Linked DNA regions of Sus scrofa: all the other regions are linked to region 1. Evidence: chromatin contacts called from public Hi-C and HiChIP or PLAC-seq data. All regions are on one chromosome and are shown on one strand. The core of a region is the stretch at or near the end of the contact, and the rest is flanking DNA. Distances in the headings are between cores, read along the strand shown. Region 1 holds the start of C13H21orf59 (UPF0769 protein C21orf59 homolog). Region 2 holds the start of URB1 (nucleolar pre-ribosomal-associated protein 1). Region 3 holds the start of EVA1C (protein eva-1 homolog C). Region 4 holds the start of PAXBP1 (PAX3- and PAX7-binding protein 1).

Region 1 (3,138 bases), core at 436-2,935:
GAAAAGTGCCCTCCCCACCTCCCCTAAAAAAAAGCAAAATGATATTCTCTATTCTTCAGGGCTACATACCCATGTTAACGTTATTTAAAAAATTTTTTTTCAATAGAGTAAAAATTTGCTCTTTTCCTCCCTGGCTACCTGATATCCAGCAGCCATGGCAAATGGCCCATTAATTATCTGGACCAGAGTGTTCATCGCAGTGGTTTGCTTCAACGGATACAAATGGTCATGGGATGCCCTTTATCCTAGAAAGGCAACAGTACCTATAATATTTACAGACAATAAGCAAAGTACTCAAGACCCCACATTTGTCAGCTTTGGCTTCAAATTCAGAACCCATTTGGGTGGTGACAAGACAACAGGGTTTTTCATAATCTATAATCATGTAAACCACACCGAGAAAAAGCTGCACACCAAACTTGCAAGATATGACCCGTATGAGAAGAAAAAGACCTTACGAGAACACTGACAAGAACACAACCAAAGAATAATGTTAAGAGGAACTCAAGGGCAAATATCGGTGCTGACAAAAATTAAAGATGGTTAACCGCCTCATCTGGGGCACTTTGGCAGATTTCCCACCAGAGATGCTGTTCGTAAACTACATATTTAAACAAAACTGGATCGCCAATACAAACATGGCTTTTCTATACTTTTCATTTTATATTATTAAAAATTATACCCCGAGACCTTGTAATACACGTTTGTGGATAAACAGTCACACTACCCAGAAGGCACCTGTAAACCAGATTTGAAGCAGGCATGATGGATAAAGAACTGGATTCAGAAGAAATGGGGATAATCTAATAGCCAGTGGTCAGGAGCTAAGAGAGACATGTGCCAATCTGATCAGTGCTGCATGTTGCAGGGTCTCCATGATCCCTGCCTCAACAGTACTAGAGGTGAAAACACATCCCTCCCTGGATGCCATACCCCTTCTGGCCATTACCAGCCTAATGGTATTCATATGAGGCCCTGGATTGGCTTTGGGCATTTCCAGGCCTACAGTCACAAAATTCCTCCACTCGGCCCTGAACTCTAGGGATACACTTTCAATGGAGGAAGCCAAGGTTTCAGGTATACCAAGTAGCAGGTGCTTGCCATATTCAAATCAATTCGCATTTAGCAATGGGCTTCAAAGGAAATAACTAGGGGTAGGAGCTGCGCAGTATCTTAGTTTTGTTGGCGCCATGTTATTAAGGGCTCAGTGCAAATGTCATCCACATTTATTTAGGCATTCTTTGACCAACCAATTTAAAAAGCCAGTCGCCCTGTCGTGTTTTCTTCATACCTCTATTTGAATTTGCCTTGTCTGTTTACTTTTGTTTTCTCTTTGTCACCTACACTGAACATAAGCTCCAGGAAAGCTGTGGACCTGCAGCCATGTCACCGGCTCTTGGAAGAAACAGCACAAGCCCTATTGCTCTTCAATAGGAATTTGTTGGTTGGTGGTCGGCTGGATGGTTGGCGGGGTGGGAAGAGGTCGCTGCACTAGCAGCTGCTCGAGTCACTCTAGATATATCCGAATCAGCCTGAACAAAGGAATATGGACACTTTCCCAAACGCCTCCGTGCTGAAAACCCGAGCAGAGGAAACAGGCACCATGAGCGAGCCAGGACAGCCTCTCCAAAACGGCGCAGACCGGAAGCGGCAGGAGGCGTTTCCGGAAGTGAGGATTGGAGCCGGCGGAAATGCTCCTGCGACTCGCAGGTGCCCTGTGGAGGCTGTTGAGGGGCTCGGCGCCTGCGGGTGCCCACCACCCCACCCACTCCCGGCCTAGAAATTTCCCTTCCACCCATCTCCTTGAGTGGAGTGTCGGGCCCCAAGCCAGCGGACTGGGAGGTCCGCGCTCCCCTCCTGCTGCTTGGTCTGTTTGCTGGTTGCCCCGACAACAACCACTTCCGGCAACTGTGCTGGGCGAATCCGGCTCGGCGGGTAGGCTCAGGCACCCGCGGTCCTCCAGGACTGTGTAGAGGGTTGCTCAGCAGCACCTGCTTCCTGTAGTGGAGAACTAGATCTCCGCGCACCGTAGCTTCCCCAGCCCCGGAGTCCGACCTGGAGTCGTGGCCCCTCAAACTTTGTTTCCTGTTTCTCCGGGCAACAGCCACTTCCGGGAGCGAGTTTGGTTCCCCCCGCACAGCGGAGGCCGGAGCTCTGGGTTCCGGCCTAACTGCCAGCAGCAGTTAGTCGGTCGACGCGGTTCGCCTGGCGGGTGACCGCGGCCCGCTCCTCCCCCGGCCTTCTCGCCGTCTCGGCGGGGCCTCCGGGGCCACCATGGTTCTGCTGCACGTGAAACGGGGCGACGAGAGCCAGTTCTTGCTGCAGGCACCAGGGAGCACGGAGCTGGAGGAGCTTACCGTGCAGGTGGCCCAGGTTTACAACGCGCGGCTCAAGGTGCAGCGCATCTGCTCAGGTGCGGCCCCGCAGCGCCTCAAGTTTGCGACGTGGGATCCTGGACCGCTCCGGGTCCGGGAGGGAGGGAGAAACGGAGCGGTCTGGAACGGAGGAAGTTGGGCGGGACCCACGAGGCTTTCAGAAGCAGGCTCGGGGCGAGGGTCAAGTTTGTGAAGATTTACAAAAGATGTGCGACAGCCGGGCTTGAAATGGGACCGCGGCGTTCGCCAAGAGATGCTTGGAGAGCTGGCTGGCCCACCCCAGGGTCTGGGAGCCGGGATTGGGGCGCTGGGAGCAAACAAACTGAAATAGGCCCAGTACAGAGGCAAGAAGCACAGGAGGGAACAGAAAGCCTGGGCCCAAGAGCAGGTGTTGTCTGATTTGAGCAAGTGTGAGAGGTGGGACGACCAAAGGGCCGTTTTTTTAAAAAAGGGAATTCCGTGTTTTGTGACTTTTGAGGTAGAACAGTTTCTGGATGAATCGCTCAGCTTTGGGACAGCCTTCAGGGGTGAGAAAGAGTGAGAGAGCCTCGTTGATCTTACCTCTCATGGTGTTCCCTTCCCCAGGAAACAGCCTGAGTCTCATGTTACAATGTTTTGGTCGCTTGCTCTCTCAACGCTCTGGAGCAGTGCCGTCCAATGGAACTTTCCACCGCGGAGCAAATGTTCCTTGGTCGTGCTGTCAGCAAGGCATCCACTAGCTGCATGTGGTGGTTGAGCATGACCAAAACGGCTGCATTTTTTA
Region 2 (3,138 bases), core at 279-2,778, 180 kb after region 1:
AATAAAATAAAATAAAATTGGAGCTAGGATACACTGGGTGAGTGGTCCACCGCTTACAAACTGGATAGTACCAGCAAGTTCTCCCACTTTCTCTAAGTCTTTCTAAAGAGAGATGATAATTTGCTCAAGGTCACGTAGGCAGAAACTGAATAGTTTTTGACTATTTCCTGCTTCTCTCTGCTGTCTCTTTGGTCAGGTCCACTGTGGTTGAAAACAAAGTTGGTGGTTGGCAATTAACCATAGAAAAGAACCCCGTGAAGATGACCGGTCAGAATTAAGTCTGTCTTTACTAACAAGAGTATCCTCCTTGACAGCCTAAATTTTGAGCATATCCCTGCCTTTTAATACCTCTGCATCAGTTCAGATCTGCTCAGGCTACTCCCTCTGACCTGCCTACAAGGTAGGCATTTCCACAGGCACAATAGTCTTGCCAGGTCAGGAGCACAGGGTCAACAGCACAGGCTTTTTCTATTAGAGACTCTGAAACCCTAACAGGTCACAAAAAGCCACTGTTCTCAGATGCTCACAACAGATCTGCTTACAGACCACGGGGCAGTACTTTCTCATACTAGAGGACAAGCTGACAGATAATTCCAGGAATCACCAAATGACTTATCTAATGACCTGCTTCATGATTTGTTTGCGCACATAACCAAGTATGGATGAAGTTGTATTAAAAAATGCACTAGCCTGTTTCCACTTATTTATACCTCCGTTTTATTTCAGAACAAGTCAATAACATCTTACAAAAACACAGTAGTTTTTTTTTTTCTCCCGTCAAAGCAGTTTTTCATGCATTGCATCACTTTCTCCGCTGAGAACAGCTGGCTTTACTGTCTCCATTTTAATGACAGGGGCTTAGATGTGGAGGCTGCTGCGCTGTCCGCGTAGGGTTTTCACAGACGTTACTTCATTTGATCCCCTCCTCCCACCCTACATGACCAGAAAGGCGCAAGTCCACCCATCAGTTTGGGGAAGTGGAGGTCGTCTGGGGCGACATCGCACCAGACAAGCCAGTCTGGTTCCGGATGTGAGATAAGCTAGGGGTCAGGGTTAGGGGCATCCGCACGACCTTCGACCTGGTCCCAGAGCAAGGATCTCCCCACAAAAGCCCACCTGGCACTTAGCCCGGGGCAGCCACCCTCCTGGCCAACTCGCTGGGCCTCGAACAGGCAAAGCACCGAATCCCGCTGCATGTCAGTCAAGAGGCACCATTAGGGCGCCCACAGGTCAAGAACCGAGCTGACGGTGCTGCTGCCAGCGGTCTGGCTCGTGCCCCCCAGGAGTGGAGGATCTGGGGATTCTTCCTCCCAAGAACCCTCGAGAAAGCCGCCGATAGACGCCCCCGCCCCCCCGCGCCGAGGCCAAGCGCGGGTGTGGTGGAGCGTCGGCTCGGCCCGGGGCAGCGAGCTAGGGAGCTAGAATCGCACAGCCAAGAGGGAACCGCTACCGGGTTTCCGCCGGACCGCCCTTCCCACAGGCCCCGCCCCGCCCTTCCCACAGGCCCCGCCCCTTCCGCCGGCCTCCCTCCCGAGGCTCCGCCTCTTCCGACAGCCCCCCGCCCCTTCAGCCCACGTGTGGGCCACAGGTGCCTGTCGGGTCTCCCCCGGTGTCCTCTTGTCAGGTCCCGGGGTGTGTGGGTCCCGGCGCGTCCCCGCCCTCTCGGCCATGGGGGTCCCCAAAAGGAAGGCTGCGGGCGGCCGGGAAGGTGGAGCTACCCCTGCGGGCGCAGCCAAGCGAGCCCGCACCGAAGAGCTCACGGGCGTGCGCTTCAAGACTCAGCTGAGAGACGCGCAGGGTGCGGGGCCGGGTGAGTGCGGGACCCGGGGCGGGGAGCCGATGCGTTCGGGGCGGCCTACCCGCCTCGGTGTGTGTGTGGATGCAGCCTCTTCTTCCTGCAGCGAGGGTCAGAGCTCAGCCTCCCGATTCGCAGTCGGGAAACCGAGGCCCGGGTGCTTGGGAGTCCAGGGCCCAGACTTGCTTGAATGTGACAGTTCCTGCGATCCCACACCTCCCTTGCCCGGACAGTGTCCCTCAGCAAGCTCTAAAACCTTTACTGCAATTGTCAGGAAAGTGGATGTGTAGTACTTATTCACAAAACGGATTATTTATCGAGTCCCGACTGTGAGTTTGCTACTGCCATGGCTGTCAGCTCTGTTTTCCGTAGCTTTGATCCTCCAACACTCACACCGACCAGAAAACCTGTCATAAGCTCCCACATGAAGCTACTGCAGGACTTGACAGTTGAGCAAGATTAGACTAGTGACAGATATGGTTCCCGTTGTCGTGGTGCAGCGGAAACGAATCCGACTAGGAGCCATGAGGACAGAGGTTCGATCCCTGGCCTCACTCAGTGGGTTAAGGATCTGGGCCTTACCGTGAGCTGTGGTGTAGGTTGCAGACGTGGCTTGGGTCCTGGGAACTTCCATATGCCGCTGGTGTGGCCCTAAAAAGCAAAAAGAGACTAGTGACAGATAAGGAGCAGATTCAATAATTGCACTTTTTGAAAAGTGTGACCTAACTTCCCAATTCCTTGTACTCCATTAGAAAGTATTTAGGTTATGAGGACAAAACGCAATGGAAGACACTAGCATGTGCGAAACACTGGTACTGTGTCAGAAGAAAGCAGTGACTGTTTCAAGTGAAAGTTAAGTTAATGTCCAGAGTATCCTCAATTTCCAGTTTGTCTTGCACAGATTGTGTTTTTAAACGTTGGATGCCAGCATATGCTAGCCAGAGCTGGGAAGATGATAGTGGCTTTAGCAAAGAAGTTTGCGTTTCATTCATTCCTTTGTTCATTACTTGCAAGGGGCTGGTATTTGTCAGAGTAGAGGTAAAATGGTGAGTAAGAATCTGCCATGGGGAAGCCTATGAATAGTCAAGTGGGAAGGCAGATGGGAATCCTTAAAGTCCCATACCAATCATTTCAGCACAAAGCGCTCTAAAAGGACAGGGATAGAAACTTTCCTGGTGGAAGAAAGAGCATGTGGAGTTCCCGCTGTGGCTCAGCAGTTAAGGAACCCAACTAGTATCCAAGGGGAGGCAGGTTCAATCCCTGGCCTTGCTCAGTGGGTTCAGGATCCAGTGTTGCTGTGAGCTGTGGTGTGGTGTAGGTCACAGACATAGCTCCTATCTGGC
Region 3 (3,138 bases), core at 224-2,723, 160 kb after region 1:
GGAGCATGGACTTGGCAGAAGATGCTGGAGAAGGGGGAGCGTGGGGTTCAGGGCTGCTTCCTGGGCTGGGAAGGGGTGAGGAAAGGGTGAAAGGCCTCCAACCTGGCCAGGGGGAAACCCAGGTCTGATACAGGGACCTTGTTGGGCTAAGCAAGCCCGGCTGTAAAAATTCAGCTCCTATAGCCCTCATCAACCCAGAAACTTCTCTCACTTTGCAGCACCACACCTACCATCCCAGAACTGACCGAGATCAGCTGCCGGGGCCCTTGGTCCCAGTCACCAAAAAGAAAAACCTCACCCATTACTGGGGGGTGGGGGGGAGGTCGTTATTTTTGGTTAAGGCATTGGGGCTGCCAGGGGCAGATGCTGGTACTTTTGGTTAGTGAAGAGAGGTTACCGAGTCTCCTCTCTGTTCTGTAAGCTTCTAACTCATCTCCCACTGCATCTCCACCAGACCTCCCAGCCCGTGTCCGTATAGACTTCAGGTCAAGGGTCTCCTGGGCTGGTCTCCTTACATGGGCACCCGAGAGGCTGGTCGGGGCACACTCAGACTATGCGGATGGCAAACCAAGTGCAACGTGAACCAACACGTGTACCAACAGCGCCAAGAGGGGCACAGGTCTCAGCTTATCAACTTAAGGAGCTACCAGCGGACCCTCACCCATCAGAGCCGGGTCCTGCCACTGGGAAAGTGACGAGGTCAACTCACTGGAAGAGAAACTCCAAACACCATATGGACCCTTCCTTCGGGGGTGGGGCATCCCCTGCTGCCACCCCACACGCAGCTACATATACTAAGGTTTCACACTGGGCAAGAAAACCAGCTTTGATTGCGCCCCAACTTTAAACCAACCCGGCCTTGACCCCTCGGGCGTCCGCCCCCCTTCAACCTAGGGTTCAGCTGGGTGCACGGCGGCGCCGGGGGCACACAGGGAGGGAGGTCGATTCTTACCGGAGAAGTCCGTGAGCGCTGAGATCTCTTTGGAGCAGACCAGGACAGTGCAGTAGAAGAGGCGCAGCAGCTGCCCGGGCGGCTCTACCTGCCTGCGGAGGCCGGGATGCTGTGCGGGCTGGGGCGCGGGCAGTGGGCGCGCATGTCCCGGCAGAAGCATGGTGCGCAGCGCGAAGGAGCGCGAGCGCGGGCCAGGGGCGCGCCGGGGGTCGCTGGGCGGAGGGCAGCGTCACATGGCAGGACGAGTCGGTAGCCGGCGGATCCGCGGCCCCCTGCCACCTCCTGGCCCAGGCTGCCAGAGCCTCCTCCCCGGCGCGGGCCGGCACCGGCTCCCCAGCAGAGAGGAGGGGGCGGAGAACTGGGGCGGGGCCACGAGCCCCGGGAAGGATCCGCGTAGTTTCCCCGAGAGGAAATCTCCGCTGCGGCCGCGCGGGAGGAAACGAGGGCGGGGGGCGAAGGGAAAGTGTAGCCTCTCACGCTCCGAGGCTGCGGAGGCTGGTCCCTGGCGCGCCGCCCGCCGCAGAGGGCGCCCCCAGCAGCGCGCCGCGAGCCGCGCAACTTGAGCGCCCTTCCCGCCCGGGTCCCCGCCCCGAGACGGTCCGGCACCCCCGGCCGGGCCCGCTGGCCCCGTGCCAGCCTCGCCCTGGCCGCTGGAGGAGCGCGGCCGGTGCCGGTGACGCACTTTGGAGCCAGCGCTGCGCGTAGAGCCCCGTCGCCCCGGGGCGGGGCCGAGGCCGAGGTGGGGGCCGCGGGACGGTGGGGACCCGGAGGTGTGGAACTCAGCATTGACGTCTTTGCGACCTGCAGCGCTCCACGTGCCGAATCGCCAGGCTCGCACAGTTATCCCCATTTCACAGAAGAGGAGACTGAGACTCAGAGCATTGCTAAGTCTTAGGCAGCCAGGACGGGAACCATCGCGGGGCAGGCATTGTTCTCTGGATCAGGCGGCTCCAGAGCCGATTTCTTTTTGCTGCAACTGTTTTCTTTTGCGTATTGGTTGTCCGCCGCGCTCAGGGGATCTGACACTGGACCGGCACAAACAGCCGCCGAAAGCTAATAATTGGGCTTTGTTTTAAAATGGGCCACAGCATCTTTCTGAACCTCTCGATTACGCGCGGTGTAACCCACGTTTGGACACCCAGCCCGAAGAGGAGGAGCAGATTGCAGAGCCTGGCTTCGGGGGAACCGAAGACAAGTGCGTGGGGTGGGGGGGGAAATGCCGGCTGTGGTCCCTGGGGTCCACCGACCCAAACCGGCGGATTACGCGGGGCGTCCGGGCCAGGCGGCGCCGGCGGGAGGGAGGAGAGCCGGGCCGGCGGGCGCTGGGCACAAAGTGTTCCGGAACACCGCGGGAGGGCCTGCCAAGTTCTCGGCAGGCTTGACGCGGAAATGTAGATAATGAGGCCCAAGGGCGGGACCAGGCACAGTGCGCCCGCAGGCTCCGTCCGAACTGCCCCGCGTACGCCGCAGAAGGAGGCGCGGAGGCCTGGAGAAAGAAAACCGAGACTCGCTGGCCTACCTGTAGGACCCTCTTAGAGGCCGGCCGCAGGGATCGTGGAGGACCGGATGTCATAGGGTCCCACCTAGTGCTCCAGGGTCCCCGGGGCAGGGTGGGGGGAACTGAGATGCCGGCCCCTTCTTCCCTGTCTTGGGAATGGGAGTGGGAATGGGGGGATGCAAAGATCAGTATTTGTTCGTAGGACCCAGCCTGCCAAACACAATGATTTTTTAAAATCTACATTAAAGTACTCAACCTTCTCAATAACCCTTGGATGTAAGTATTCCTGCCTACTTTCTAGGTCTCTGAAACTGAGGCAAGGAGGGTGGGTAAGGATGCCTGGCACTTAAAAGCCGTTCGGTAAGGGACGTTTGCTCAAAACTCAGTTCCCTTACATTCTTTCCATTCCGTTCATTTACTTCAGATGTGAATTCGGTACCCCTGTGTGCCAGATCCTCTGCTGGGAACTGGGAGTGCTGGCACCAGAAGGGAACCAGGCTCCCTCAGGCCTAGGGGCTGCCACCAACTGTCCCATAGGGATGCACAGGCTTCCAGATGCCTGTGGGAGCACTGCTGCTGTGACAGCATCCCCTGGCTTCCTTATCTGTAAATGTCCCAGGCTCACTGTGTGGATTTAATGAGTTGATACGGGTGACATGGGTAGGACTGGGCCTGGAACGAGCAAGCA
Region 4 (3,138 bases), core at 230-2,729, 150 kb before region 1:
TCTTTTGCTTCAAACTTGGAACTTAAATCTCAAGTGACATTTTGACAGGATGATGTAGGTGAATAGGCACTCGGGTAGGAATACAAATTGGCACAGCTGTTAAAAACAGCAACTTAGAATTAGCAAAATTACAACTGCATACCTTGAGATCTAGTTCATGCTACTAGTGATCATTTTTTGAAGCTTTTCGTTGTGGCATTGATAATTATAGCAAGACTGGAAATAAATTTCATGCCTTTCCCCCACCCCTCTCACGCCTACAGCATGTGGAAGTTCCCAGGCCAGGGATGGAACCCCAGCCACAGCAGTGACCATGCTGGATCCTTAACTGCTAGGCCACCAGGGAACTCCTTTAATACCAATTTTTTTATGCAACTGGCTAAATAAATTATGGTACTTTCAAACAATGGATCACTATGCAGCTGGGTAAAAGAAGAGACACCATTTTACATACAAATATAACTGATCTTCAATTAGACTAAAATGCACTGTTTGCACACTGTGGGAAAAAGGTAATTCACAAAAATATACATCTTTGCTTCTACATTCATAGGCTGTCTCTGCAGGATCGTGAGAAACTTTTAACATTGCCTGCAACCTTCAGGGCTTCTAGGGATGGATGGTTTGTTTGTTTGTTTCACTATATGAATGTCCTTTGTTACCTTTTAAATTTTGAGACATGACAACAAATTCGCACTTACACACATGAGTGAAGGAAAAGGCCCTGTGTTTGCTAATACAATGAGTAAGCTTGCGAGTTCAACTTCAAACACCCGGATCCACCGTTGCCAGTTAAGTTTGTTAACCTCTGTGGCACAAGGCTGAAATGTGTCACAACCATCCCCAGTCCTCAAGTCGATTTTTCCTTCCGTTTCTGAAATCAGCCATGTGTCAGAACTCCTAGCAAACCTGGCATTCTTTGGAAAACACCAAAACACTTTTGCTTTCGTTGTATTAGAGGGAGGGGGGCTAAAAACATCAGGCCAGGTAATATCTGATCATAAATGAAATTCACTGTTTTTGAAAGTTCTCTGTAGCCATTAAGCTGCAGAAATACTAAGTGTTACTCAACAGAGTTAGTAATAATTACCATACAACACCTCAGTTCAGCACACCCTCTGGGCTCCACGCACCCTCACCAAAGGCTTCACCTTCGGGCTCCTCCTCCCGCTCCTCCTCTCGCTCCGCCTCCCGCCCCCTCCCCCTTGTATTTGCCTCTCTCAGCGCTTGGCGGGAGTTTCCTCGCGTGACTAGTCTGCGTAAGTGCGGAAGACGCACTGCAGCACCTTGGGCTGAGGGACGCCGGGTTTACTCTTTCTTTTCGTCTCTATGATCCTCTTTGTGACCCGTCGGAGAGCACTAGAGTCCCAGAGTTGCCTGCCAATAGTCCTCCAGGCCGACAGAGGGCAGTGCAAAAAGCTGACGTTCTCGCGAGAGGGGCGGTGTTCTCTCCACGTAGTGAGAGCGGAGCGCATGCGGGTTCGGTGGTGCGCGGTAGCTGGGGCAAAGACTGGACCTGGCTGGAGCTCGGGAGAGCGCGCGTGCGCGCTGTCGCGAGCTCGGCGCTGCCGGGGCTGCCGTGTAGGAGTGGGCATACGACCGCGGTGCGGGCCGCAGGCATGTTCCGAAAGGCCCGGCGAGTGAACGTGCGCAAGCGGAATGACTCGGAGGAGGAGGAGCGAGAGCGTGATGAAGAGCAGGAGCCTCCACCGTTGCTGCCGCCGCCGGGCACCGGCGAAGAGCCGGGCCCCGGCGACAGGGCCCCCGGGGGGGAGTCACTGCTGGGCCCGGGGCTGCCGCCGCCACCCTCCGCGCTGGCTCCTGGCCCCGGAACCGAGGCCGGGGGTTGCTTCCCGGGCGGCGCGGAGCCCGGCAACGGGCTGAAGCCGCGCAAGAGGCCGCGCGAGAACAAAGAGGTGCCCCGGGCCAGCCTGCTCAGCTTCCAGGACGAGGACGAAGGTAACTGCCGCGCTTCAGCGCCCCCAGACCCCGACATCCGTTTCCCCGGCCCCGACCGCGGGTCTCCGCATTCCCCTGACGCTCAGCCTCAGCCCCCGAGAAAGGAGCCCTTTCCCGCCGGATCTGCTGTACGTTTTCCCCGCCTCCGGCCTTCTGCTTTGGCAGGGGATGCGTTCCTGCGCCGCCACCAACCTTTTCTTAACTACCGCCTCCTTTTCGTCGTCTCGAACATTTTCTACTCCGAGGGGCCGGATCTCAGATTAGTCATTTAGAGTTTTTCAAGAAAAAATTCCGTGTTCCCTACTCTGCCTCTTCCTGGCAGGTGTGTTTTAGGGAGAACTCGAGTCGTATCCCCTGACTGCTCTTGGCACGTTCTCTGAGCCCTCTGCAGGTCAGTGTACCCAGTGGTATATGCACTGTACCCAGTAGTGACCCAGGTCACTGTACCCAGTAGGTAGGTCTCTTGGTCTCCTGGTCCTTGTCAGGCATCCTTGCTCAGGAAGGCAGGGTGTGTAAAGAGGAGTACTAGATTTGGGAACAGAAGCTCTGGTTGAAGAACTGGTTCTGAGTGACCTTGAACTAGTCCCTGGCGATCGCCGAGCCTCAGTTTACCCATGAAAGTGAATGGGGCTACAAACGTGCAGGCTTCCTCAAATTGACGCTTGGACAATGAAGCGAGGCGGTGTGAGGGGCCAGGCTGCAGTGGATTTAGATTTCTGATCCTAAATGAGCCGTAAGTCATTTCACTTGCCAAATTGTTGAGTGTGTAATATAACCCAATTAAGTGTATGTTGTAAAAAACGAAATCAAGACTTGTAAATCTCACATCTCGATGCAGGAACGCTTTCTTGTTTCTAGTAATAGGCAGTTTGTCTTTGGCTTTTGTGTGATTTTTTTTTTTTTTTTGGAGAGGAGTCCAGCCATTTTTTTGTTTTTGGTGATACAGGAACAATTTGCTAAAGTATTTTTGTTTGACTTTAACGTTTTCAAATTAAAGATGATGGCCACATCATCAAAACTTGTTTTTGAAAAGTGATTCTTTCTCAGCTTAGTATTGAAATAACAACATGTCAGTTTGTGATTGATATAGAGTTACTCAGACTTGCCAACTGTGTTAACTAGCACCTTTTGATTTTGGATATTTTGTTTCAGATACCTTAATAATTTGGTAGTTAGGTG

The links. A called contact is a pair of places that touch in the nucleus more often than the background predicts. HiChIP or PLAC-seq counts read pairs in DNA pulled down with a chosen protein or histone mark.
Region 2: an H3K27ac HiChIP or PLAC-seq map of alveolar macrophages shows a contact between it and region 1. The contact joins the promoter of URB1 here to the promoter of C13H21orf59 in region 1. A contact is called at or near these places in 4 of 47 Hi-C or Micro-C datasets (embryonic fibroblasts, liver, mesenchymal stem cells and 1 more) and 2 of 2 datasets of contacts at active chromatin or transcription factors (alveolar macrophages and skeletal muscle).
Region 3: a Hi-C map of liver shows a contact between it and region 1, with 3 times the contacts expected there. The contact joins the promoter of EVA1C here to the promoter of C13H21orf59 in region 1. A contact is called at or near these places in 9 of 47 Hi-C or Micro-C datasets (embryonic fibroblasts, fetal skeletal muscle, heart right ventricle and 3 more) and 1 of 2 datasets of contacts at active chromatin or transcription factors (skeletal muscle).
Region 4: a Hi-C map of liver shows a contact between it and region 1, with 9 times the contacts expected there. The contact joins the promoter of PAXBP1 here to the promoter of C13H21orf59 in region 1. A contact is called at or near these places in 3 of 5 promoter capture datasets (fetal liver, fetal skeletal muscle and liver), 6 of 47 Hi-C or Micro-C datasets (alveolar macrophages, epiblast stem cells, heart right ventricle and 3 more) and 1 of 2 datasets of contacts at active chromatin or transcription factors (alveolar macrophages).

What each region holds. Positions count from the first base shown.
Region 1 is chr13:196,223,942-196,227,079 of Sscrofa11.1, reverse strand. It overlaps C13H21orf59 (UPF0769 protein C21orf59 homolog), which reads left to right and starts at 1,685. Exons shown (of 7, transcript XM_003132752.4): 1 at 1,685-2,413. The coding sequence starts at 2,275. LOC102160250 (40S ribosomal protein S24-like) reads left to right here and starts at 155. Exons shown (of 1, transcript XM_005670326.1): 1 at 155-469. The coding sequence starts at 155. The coding sequence ends at 469.
Region 2 is chr13:196,046,272-196,049,409 of Sscrofa11.1, reverse strand. It overlaps URB1 (nucleolar pre-ribosomal-associated protein 1), which reads left to right and starts at 1,528. Exons shown (of 41, transcript XM_021069844.1): 1 at 1,528-1,810. The coding sequence starts at 1,669.
Region 3 is chr13:196,065,978-196,069,115 of Sscrofa11.1, reverse strand. It overlaps EVA1C (protein eva-1 homolog C), which reads right to left and starts at 1,473. Exons shown (of 8, transcript XM_021070917.1): 1 at 953-1,473. The coding sequence starts at 1,112.
Region 4 is chr13:196,369,599-196,372,736 of Sscrofa11.1, reverse strand. PAXBP1 (PAX3- and PAX7-binding protein 1) reads left to right here and starts at 1,479. Exons shown (of 18, transcript XM_003132753.5): 1 at 1,479-1,959. The coding sequence starts at 1,620. It overlaps LOC106505849 (a long non-coding RNA gene), which reads right to left and starts at 1,342. Exons shown (of 4, transcript XR_001300667.2): 1 at 1,091-1,342.